Linked DNA regions of Sus scrofa: region 2 is linked to region 1. Evidence: chromatin contacts called from public Hi-C data. All regions are on one chromosome and are shown on one strand. Each heading gives the region's core, a stretch centred on a gene start, on an enhancer-like site or on the middle of the called end of the contact. The rest is flanking DNA. Distances are from core to core; before and after follow the strand shown.

Region 1 (5,056 bases), core at 1,237-3,736:
TTTGTGTCAAATGGGGAAATAGGATGCACATTGCAGGCATTTGGTGAGGAGTAGAGATGTTACAGGAAATGCCTTCTGCAGTGTCAGGCACATTAATAGGTACTTACTAGATAGCAGATGTTCTGATTACAGTTTTATCACTATGGACCTAATAAACATATTTTATTGCTGTCCACATTTACCTGCTTATTTTGCAGTTTTCAGTTTTAAGGGAAAATGGGTGGAATAATCATTTGACTCTACTGTTCTTCAGTTGCTTAACTTTCACAGAGAAGCTGGGAAGAGATGAATTTTACAATCTCTCTTAGCTCTGAAATTGCATCTCTTTGGTCAATGCCAGGGCTCTGCCTGTGCTTTACTGATGCCAGGGCACCATCTAGTGGCCAGATGGAGTAAGGATCAGATTGGACACAGGGTTGGACACATGCTCCGTCAGCTCTGTGCGCATTACCAAAGCCATTCCCCCCTTAAAAGCATCCAGATACACCGAAAACACCCACAAATAGTTGTTCGGAGGTTATTGTCATTTTTTTTTGGTTATAACTCATTTGAAATGCTTTTGAGGATTTTTTAAATTTACAGTTGATTTACAATGTTGTGTCAATTTCTGCTATACAGCAAAGTGATTGTCATACAAATATATGTATGTGTATATACCTACATACATTCAAAAAAGATTATTTTCCACCATGTTCTATCCCAGGAGACTGTATATAGTTTCCTGTGCTATACAGTAGGACCTTTTGAGGATTTAAAGAAACTTCCTCAACCAGCTCTAGGAAGTGCAGCCTCAAATGTTCAGTCCTGTCTCATTTTTTGAAGACCTAACTAATTGAATCAAGTTGGACTTTACCTGAAATCAGCCTCAGCACAAGCCCTGGAATCTGACTGCCAATGTTCAAATGCTGCCTCTCTCTCTTCCCAGCAGTGTGTGCAGGGGCCAGTCCCCTTTCGCAGGCAACAGGGACTGAGCCATTGTAAGGCTGAATGAGATAATATTCATGAAGCACTAAGCTTAGTACCTGGCACAAAGTAAGCACTTCGGTAAATGTTAGAGTGATTATTATTGTTATTGTTACTATTTCAATGCCCCACTGCCATATTTGGATAACTGTTCAGGGTTCTTTTCTCAAAAGACAGACACGGTTTCTCTTGATAGTTGATTTGAGTGTATTATTTGTAATGCCATTTACTGCTGATGGAAACTCAAATATGAAGAGAAGTTCTTACAGCCTTGGTGGAGGAGGGGAGGGGACAGACACCCAATGAACTGTGAGCACATTTCATGGGAGTCGCCACAGAGGTGCCAGGTATGCTAGGAACCCAGGGTCAGAAGCACTTGTCAGCCTGTCACACCAGGAGAAGGTCCCGTGCCACGTATTATGGGTCCTCTCCTTCCATTTCTCCCATGATAGAGAAGCTCCTGTTTCCTTATGCCAGCCTCAGTTATTTTCCCCTTTAGGCTGTAAAATGATTTGAGCAAATAAACCAACTAAGAAAACAGATTTGAATTTTTCCAAGTTGAAAGGCATGTTTTCTCTAAATGTGTATAAGTCACTGTTTCTGTGCAGAACATCGTGAATGAGCTTCATATTACCTGTTTGCTCCAAAGCAGCATGGCTTGTGAAAATAGCATAGCTGTACTGTGGATCGGTTAGGCCAGTCTGCTCATTCTGCCTCCAGTCATTGTGTGACCTTGGCCAGTTAGGGCTCTGTGTTGCAGGCAGCGGAACCAATTCTCATCAACGGAACCCAAAAGGCATACTGGAATTGTATTGGGGAGCTCACAGCCTTCAAGGGGAGGCTGGAGAATGAGGTTTAGAAAATGAACAGGATCTGAGAGAGCTCGTGTATCAGTAGGATCCAGCCTGAAATGGAAGCTACTTAATTTCGAACAGAGGGAATGCAGTATAAGGAATTTGTCAGAGAGAAGGCTAAAAAGTAAAAGGGTAACTGAAAAAAACAAAAACAAAAACGAAACCCCACAAAAAATCCAGCATATTAAGGAAGAAATAGCTATTGCCTTTAAGGCTGAGGGGACAGAAAAGAAAACGTGGGGTTCCCAGACCCAGGGAGCTGGGCGGGTGCTGGGAGCCTGAAGGCTGGTGCTTGCATCTGGGGGCTGGGCTTGCATTTGGCAGGAGAGCCTGATGCTGGGCTGTAGGCTGGTGCTGGGAGTGTCCTCCCTTCTGCCACTAAAGCCTTGCTGGCAGGAGGACAGGAGACCCCCCTTCTCCCTCCCTCGGCCTCTAGTTGCTCAGCTTGTGCTTCAGGGCCTCTCACTTTTCCCTCTGACAGGAAGCCAGTGGGAAAGGTAGCTGGGGAAGTGTAATACATGCAGCCCAGCCGAGGCAGCTGAGAGCTGGCTTGACCTGAGAGAAGGTGGGAAATGACCAGCAAGGGCAAGATCCGAGGCCGTGGAAAATTCAGCCAGGGACACAGTACAGAAACTGCTGGTTCACTTTACTGGCTGCTGCTGCCTACCTGGCTTAGAGCCCAGTACCATGGATGAGTTCCAGTGTAATCAGTGCGCTGAGAAATTAGTCCCCTTAACCCCTGGGGCTGCCCAGCAAGGCAAAGTGCCCACTGGTCACCTTGGTTGGCGGCCCAACTGTTTGTAACCCAGCCGACTGCTGCTCCCAGGAACACTCACCAGATGCTGAACCCACTCACCTTAGAAGGGGGTTGGAGGCTGAGCATCTGTTCTCCAAACAGAAAAGGTCTACAAAAAAAGATGCTAACTTCACCTCATGTAGTTTTGTAATCTGTTACATGGGGTTTACAATTTTTTTCTTAATAGGTTGTTTTGAGAATTAAAGGGAATTATCTGCCCTTGTGACTTGTGCATGGCAGGTGCTCAGGAAGCAGTCTGTTGCAGGGGTTGCGCTGTGGATGAAAACTGCAGGTCTGGCAAAAAGGCTTTCACCATAGTTCACAGGTGTTTGTCAAGAGGAGCCAAAAGCACAAAGAGTTATTCCGAGCCTACTGTGCACATCCGAGCGCCTCCAGAGGCCTGCTTCGGTTAAGGTGGAGTGCGCTCCCCAGCATTCAGAGCTTTTTCCAGTTGGAGAAGGTTTCTTTCCTTCCTAGGTGTTTCTCTCCGTTATTCAGACTGCTGGGCCCACCTCACTCATGAAATCGCTTTGCTCCCGATCTCTGTTGAGATGAAGGATCTTCCCTGCGAAGGGTGTTGGGGTTCCTAAGATGAAATGCGTCCCTCCGGCTCACAGCTTCTCTCTCTCCTTTAGGTTATCCGCTTCACGCCCCCGAGGCCTACTTTCCTTATTTCAAAAAGCATAACGTGACTGCAGTTGTGAGGCTGAACAAAAAGATCTACGAGGCGAAGCGCTTCACAGACGCCGGCTTCGAGCACTACGACCTCTTCTTCATCGACGGCAGCACACCCAGCGACAACATCGTGCGAAGGTTCCTGAACATCTGCGAGAACACCGAGGGGGCCATCGCGGTTCACTGCAAAGGTGCGCGCGAGGAGAAGGCCTGGGGTCCTGGGTTTCTGAAAGGGAAGCAGAACCAGTTGGCGCCTTGAGGGGGTTGGGGGGGGGAGAGTCATTTTTGGTTTCAGAAAACTGGAACGCAAGCCCCCTTAAGTAACCCCTTCCTAAAGAACGGGTTGCTTGGATGTGGACGGTGGGTGGGGAGTGGCTTTCTGGACAAGGCAGTTTTTCCGGCCTTACCTTCCCGAGTTCGGGCTCGCCGACCCCAGACGCCAGGAGGAGGGAATCACCGCAGCAGGCGGTAGGCTGGCAGGAACGTCTCCAAGTCTGTACCTTTGCCCCCAGGCAAGGGTTGCTGGTTCCCTCGTCCCTCCCTGCTCTGAAATTGTGGGTCCTTTTCCCACCCCCTCCGCCGCTATGCCCCTACTTCATGACCCCGCCGTCTATCTGGAGCCCCACTTCGCCTTCCGCGTTTCCTCTCCCCTGTTAGTCTTTTGCATCGCGGGACAGGGTCTTTCCCGCTCATTGCTGGGGGACCGCAGCCTACTGCGCTCATCGCTAGCTTCCCTGTCGCAGTTGTGTTACTGCCTCTTGAATGGAAGACTTAAGCTATGTGAATGCATCTCTGGTCTCCGGGAGTGGGTATTTTGTGGGGTTTTGTGTGTGTGTGTGTGTCTTTTTGCCATTTCTTGGGCCGCTCCCGCGGCGTATGGAGGTTCCCAGGCTAGGGGTCGAATCGGAGCTGTAGCCACCGGCCTACGCCAGAGCCACAGCAACGCGGGATCCGAGCCACGTCTGCGACCTACACCACAGCTCACGGCAACGCCAGATCCTTAATCCACTGAGCAAGGTCAGGGATCCAACCCGCAACCTCATGGTTCCTAGTCGGACTCGTTAACCACTGCGCCACAACGGGAACTCCAGGAGCGGGTATTTTGGGATAGAGGTGGTTTAGATTATAGGAGGTGTAGGGGCGCCAGATTTAGCAAATAAAAATAGTGGATGCTCCGTTAAATTTGAACTTTAGATAGTGAGGACTTCTCTAGCATGTCTCAAATATGGCACCAAACAGACATTCTGTTTTACCTGGAAATCTTGTGTCAGCTACTCAGAAAATGTGAAATAAGATTTGCTCTCAGCCTGGTTGTTAGCTTCTGAGGAGGCTCGCATTCGAGATTTTTCAGCACGGTGAAAGATATTTTACTGAGATTTCAGTGAGGGGATGGAGCCGGGACGGAACCTCTCGCTCCTCACGTGCAGCTTTTCATATCGCCACTGGGTGGTGCTGTTCTCCGGCTTTGCGTCTGCGAACCGGTTTCTGTCCCTTTTTATGCTAATAGTCTGGTAGGTGTGGGGGATTGTACTGTTCCTCTGCCTAGCGCTGCTGTAATTGACTTATTCAGACGAGCATGGCTTTGGTTCTGACAGAAATTAAAATACCATTCTGTAGGCCCTTGTTTCTATGTTTAAGATGTGAGTAGGCGGGAGGTGCTTTGCTGAACAGAGGAGCAGCAACTGGAAGCTGCATTTTGCCGGAGCCCCTGCGACGGAAACGCGGCATGTGGCCCGGGGTTCAGCTGAGGGCTCCTCTGTCAAACTTC
Region 2 (5,056 bases), core at 1,384-3,883, 460 kb before region 1:
GAGGTGATTAAAAAATGTCAGTTGGAGTTCCCGTTGTGGCACAGCTGAAACGAATCTTACTAGGAACCATGAGGTTGCAGGTTTGATTCCTGGCCTCGCTCAGTGGGTTAAGGATCTGGCGTTGCCGTGAGTTGTGGTGTAGTTCACAGATGAGGCTCGGATCTGGCATTGCTGTGGTTGTGGTGTAGGCTGGCAGCTGTAGCTCCTATTCAACCCCTAGCCTGGGAACCTCCATTCGTGTTGGGTGTGGCCCCCCTCCAAAAAAGACAAAAGACAAAAAAAAAAAAAAAAAAAAAAGTCAGTTGTTTCAAAGTCCTGAACATCAGATATCTTAAAAAGGAGTGCCTGAAATGAAAACAAGAAATATTAATAAGAAATGTGTACTAAAGTAAATAGCCTGAGGGCTGAACCTAAGAACCAGTCCAGTGGAGCTGAAGTTGATGGAGCCCTGATCATGAGCTCCCAGAAGCTAAGATGTTGATGCTCTTGGTGATATTGCCCACAGCCTTGATAACTTCTCAGTAAGGCATGCACACATAACCCAGTATTTGGCTAAGCTTCCTTACTGACCTTGACAATGGCTTGTCCAGGGAAAAAATCCACCCCATGCATGGTTTGCTATGGCAATGAGTCCTTGAGTTCTTCATGGTTTATATGAAATCACTGGGCTTTAGCTCACAGGGCTTCTTTCAGTCCTGGGGGAAAAGGCCAGTGCGGCATATAGAGAGATCTGAAGATAGTTTCTGAATACAGAAGGGACAGAATTTAGAAAACATAGTTTGGAGAGTAGTAACCAAATAGTAAAGGAATCTGGAAGAATCAAACATTTGATAAGTGCCGGAGTTCCAGTGTGGCTCAGTGGTTAATGACTCTGACTAGGAACCATGAGGTTTCGGGTTCGGTCCCTGCCCTTGCTCAGTGGGTTAACGATCCGGCATTGCCATGAGTGTGGTGTAGGTTGCAGACGCGGCTCGGATCCCGCATTGCTGTGGCTCTGGCGTAGGCTGGCGGCTATGGCTCTGATTAGACCCCTAGCCTGGAAACCTCCATATGCTCGACAGTGGCCCAAGAAATGGCAAAAAGACAAAAAGACAAAAAAAAAAAAAGATTAAAAAATACATATATTTGATAAGTGTTAACGATGTGTGTAAAGTAACAGGATCCAGTCAAGTTCTAGGTAGATACAAACTAGGCTTCCCCCAAGGAGGGGAGGAAATCATTTAAATCTCTACCAGAGAAGATAGTTTTTGCATATCCATCAACTACCTGTAATGTACCAAGTGTGGAAATAGCACAAAAACAATGAACAAGGCTAAAGTCTAATAACTCCAGCTATTGCTAATTTGGGAATAGAGTCAGAAGGGTATGCTACAGTTTTCCTTTGAAACAAAATTTCTCTCTATGATCATTCTTCTTTTGATCAAAGATAATCTCAAAGAAAGATTTTTTTTTTTTAATGGCTGCCCCTGAAGCATATAAAAGTTCCCAGGCTAGAAGACAATCAGAGCTGTAGCTAAGACCTATGCTACAACCACAGCAACTCTGGCTAGGAGCCACATCTGTGACCTATGCTGCAGCTCACAGCAATGCCAGATCCTTAACCCACTGAGCAAGGCCAGGGATTAAACCCACATCCCCTCTGACAGAGGTCGGGTTCATAACCTGCTGAGCTACAACAGGAACTCCAAATAAACCTAATTCTTTCTAGAAATTCCTGTCATGGCTCAGCAGAAACGAATCTGACTAGCATCCATGAGGACGAAGGTTCGATCCCTGGCCTCGCTCAAAGCGTTAAGGATCCGGCGTTGCCGTGAGCGCTGGTGTAGGTTGCAGACACGGCTCAGATCCCTTGTTGTTGTAGCTGTGGTATAGGCTGGCAGCTACAGCTCTGATTTGACCCCCTCCAAATGCCATGGGTGCGACCCTAAAAGCAAAAACAAAACAAAAAAACTAGTTATTTCTAGAACCTCTCTTTTTTATAGGATAAAAGAACAAGTTCTTTGTGATTTTACAAGGGCCTTCTGGGAAATCAATCTTAAATGCAAAATATATCGTTTGAGATTTGGAATTTGGAAGGCAAAATATCAAAATTTGTGAGGAGGTTTGAACACTTGCTTATATAAGATCATGGGTTACTGTGAAAAATACTTGGCCACCTCTTCAACCAAAATGACAATAAAATATTTTAAAAGTATACATAGGAGATAGCATGATTGCAGAGAACCTTAGCTCTTTCAAAAGTAGGAAGACTTTGTACTCAAACAATCAAGGATATAAAATCAATATAAAACACAGGAAATAGTTCTGATAAGATACAGAATCCTTGTTTTATAGGCAGATTTCTCAGAAGGAAAGAAAAATTCTTACAACCTCTTACTAAGGAAGGCAGGCAAGTAATCCCGAACAGTGAGAAAACTAAAGTCTCATCGTACGTCGGTGTATTTGTTACTAAAACACTTTTGACAATCTCGTAAGTAAATCCATTAACCTTCAGCCCGCTTTGACCACTGTAATTAAAATTTCCTTTGGGGGATTTTTCTTTATCCATGCAATTCTTTCCTACACTTTCCTCCTTCTCATTCTGGAACGAAGATCCAGTTTACGTCAGCACAAATTTGCTCTCTTTTTGCGCAACTAAAACCTACCCTGCAGACTTTGCCTACAAAGTTCCTCTCTGTCACCTTTGCTCTGAGAAGAGGCTTGTTTGCATATATTGATTATATCTTTTAACTGGTCACTTCTATTTCACAGGGAAAACTAGGAGGTTAGGTAATTGTGACTGAATACACTAGCATTTTTAGCAGATCAGTAGAGGTTATAAACACACATTTCATAACTTTTTATAGCTATTCACATCCCAAAGCTGCATAAATGAATATATTCATTAACAGATCCAAATATTTAGCCTCTGGGAGTTCCCATTGTGGCTCAGTGGGTTAAGAACCTGACTAGTATCCATGAGGATGTGGGTTCAATCCCTGGCCTCCCTCAGTGGGTTAAGGATCCAGAGTTGCTGTGAGCAATGGTGTAGGGAGCAGATGAGGCTCAGATCCGAGTTGCTGTGGCTGTGGTATAGGTGGGCAGCTGCAGCTCCGATTTGACCCCTAGCCTGGCACTTTCCATATGCCATAGGTGCAGTCGTAAAAAAAAAAAAAAAAAGAGAAAAGAGGCAAAAAATACATAAATATTATATAAACTGCAAATTATGTTCTGCAATTAATGTTTCAGTATCCTATCCTACTTAGAAATGATCTGTGTATCTATGAATATCCATTAATTAACTCAGATTAACATTCATCTAAGAGTTTAAGTTACTGAAAGATCTTAGAAGCCATTTCCAAGATGACACACTACAAAACACAATTACTAGGAGTCCTGTTGTGGCTTATTGGTAAGAACCTGAATAGTATCCATGAGGACGCAGGTTTGATCCCTGGCCTTTCTCAGTGGGTTAAGGATGTGGTGTTGCTGTGAGCCGTGGTGTAGGTCACCGACTCAGCTTGGAACCCACGTGACTGAGGCTGTGGAGTAGGCTAGAAGCTGTAGCTCCCATTCAACCTCTAGCTTGGGACTTCCATATGCTGCACCTGTGGCCATAAAAAGAAAAAAAAGAAGAAAAAATTGGACAAAAAGGGATACTGATTTTTTTTTTTTGATCATAAAACTGGCTCATGTAAAATACAAAAGTAAACATTTTTTTTTTCCCACTGTACAGCAAGGGGGTCAGGTTATCCTTACATGTATACATTATAATTACATTTTCCCCACACTCTTTCTCAAAAGTAAACATTTGAAGAAAAAACATGAAAAGCATTTACATGGACCAGTTTCTCTTTAAAAAAAAAAATTTTTTTTGAGGATACAGATTTTATTCAAATCTTAGGGAGAGCGGATCAGAATATCTCAACAAGTGGTTTTGCCTTGGAATTTCATAGAGAGGTGCTATGGTCTGAATGTGCGACTTGGATCCTTAGTTGCTGTGGCTGTGGTGTAGGCCGGCGGCTACAGCTCCAATTAGACCCCCTAGCCTGGGAACCTCCATATGCCCCGGGAGTAGCCCTAGAAAAGACCCCCCCCCCAAAAAAAAAATCAACAAGGAGTGATTTACAGTTGGAATTGTTTGGCCAACAGTTGAAGTCTCAGTTTGTTAGCTGAACAGGACATGCTTTTCTCTGTGGATAGCTGGTTTCAGGTGGACAAAGAGTTTTAATTTTAGCTAATCAATCATGAGACAGAGAATGGAAGTTGAATGGTCTGAGTCGACTCACGTCAAAAAATTCATGTAAAAGGAACTGTCAAGGTAAACAATGCAGTCATCTGTGATTCTTACGGGAACCACGAGAATATTGGACAGGAGATCTTATTTAAGTTTTATTGGGAGAAATGGTTCTTTGTAGTAAGCCATTTCTCAGAATGTGAAAAGGTGGAGGAATTTTGGGACACAGAAGGTTGAGGGGATTTCTTAACCATGCCTATTTTCTAGGTTTAAGGAAAGTTTAGCCTTGATACTGTAAAGCAGAACCCAATCGTGGGCGTGACCTCAGCAGGGCTATCTTAGAATTCTGCTTACTATGGGGGGGGGGTTGAAACTGAGAAAGCTGTTGAGAAAGCTGCCTAACAGTATCTGTTTTCTCTTCGAGGTGTGTGTACGAGGAGAGGGTTGATGGAAGGAGGAGCGTTGGCTGGAAGACGTCTGTGAAGGTATGAAATGACTGTTGTGAAAAATAGAGCAAGTCAACTGAAGATGCTGAAGATGACCGTGACATAGACATGTTATTTAATATCAAAGACCGCAAGTTTGCAATGGCTCTGATGCACTGTTATGTGGTTGTATCGTTTTCTCCAGGAATCCTTGGCAAACCTGTCAGCTCAGTGTATGTGTGGAAAAGGAGATCCGTGGACTGATCCAAATTAAGGTAATTCTGGGTCAACGGAATAGGAGTACAAAAGGACATGGCCCTGGGCGGTGATGGGGAGAGGGGATGGACCCTGAAGGTCAAGGTAGGTAGAAAAAGAAGAAAGAGGGGAACAGAGAGGATAAGGTAAGTGGGGGAAA

Evidence for each region. Hi-C and Micro-C count contacts between places; a contact is called where the count stands out from the background.
Region 2: a Hi-C map of liver shows a contact between it and region 1, with 4 times the contacts expected there. The contact joins two enhancer-like sites. A contact is called at or near these places in 1 of 5 promoter capture datasets (fetal liver) and 12 of 47 Hi-C or Micro-C datasets (embryonic fibroblasts, fetal liver, fetal skeletal muscle and 8 more).

What each region holds. Positions count from the first base shown.
Region 1 is chr4:117,699,396-117,704,451 of Sscrofa11.1, reverse strand. CDC14A (dual specificity protein phosphatase CDC14A) reads left to right here. Exons shown (of 16, transcript XR_002343573.1): 9 at 3,249-3,479. Among named protein-coding and RNA genes, the nearest start is that of GPR88, 78 kb to the right of the region's middle. Within about 2 kb of position 2,486, at least 13 of the 83 cell types and tissues checked have an H3K27ac peak or open chromatin away from gene starts, as enhancers often do. A contact at or near this core is called in fetal liver and liver, where this site is marked.
Region 2 is chr4:118,160,283-118,165,338 of Sscrofa11.1, reverse strand. It overlaps LOC110260374 (a long non-coding RNA gene), which reads left to right. Exons shown (of 4, transcript XR_002343577.1): 2 at 4,641-4,701; 3 at 4,847-4,916. Among named protein-coding and RNA genes, the nearest start is that of SLC35A3, 38 kb to the right of the region's middle. Within about 2 kb of position 2,633, at least 8 of the 83 cell types and tissues checked have an H3K27ac peak or open chromatin away from gene starts, as enhancers often do. A contact at or near this core is called in fetal liver and liver, where this site is marked.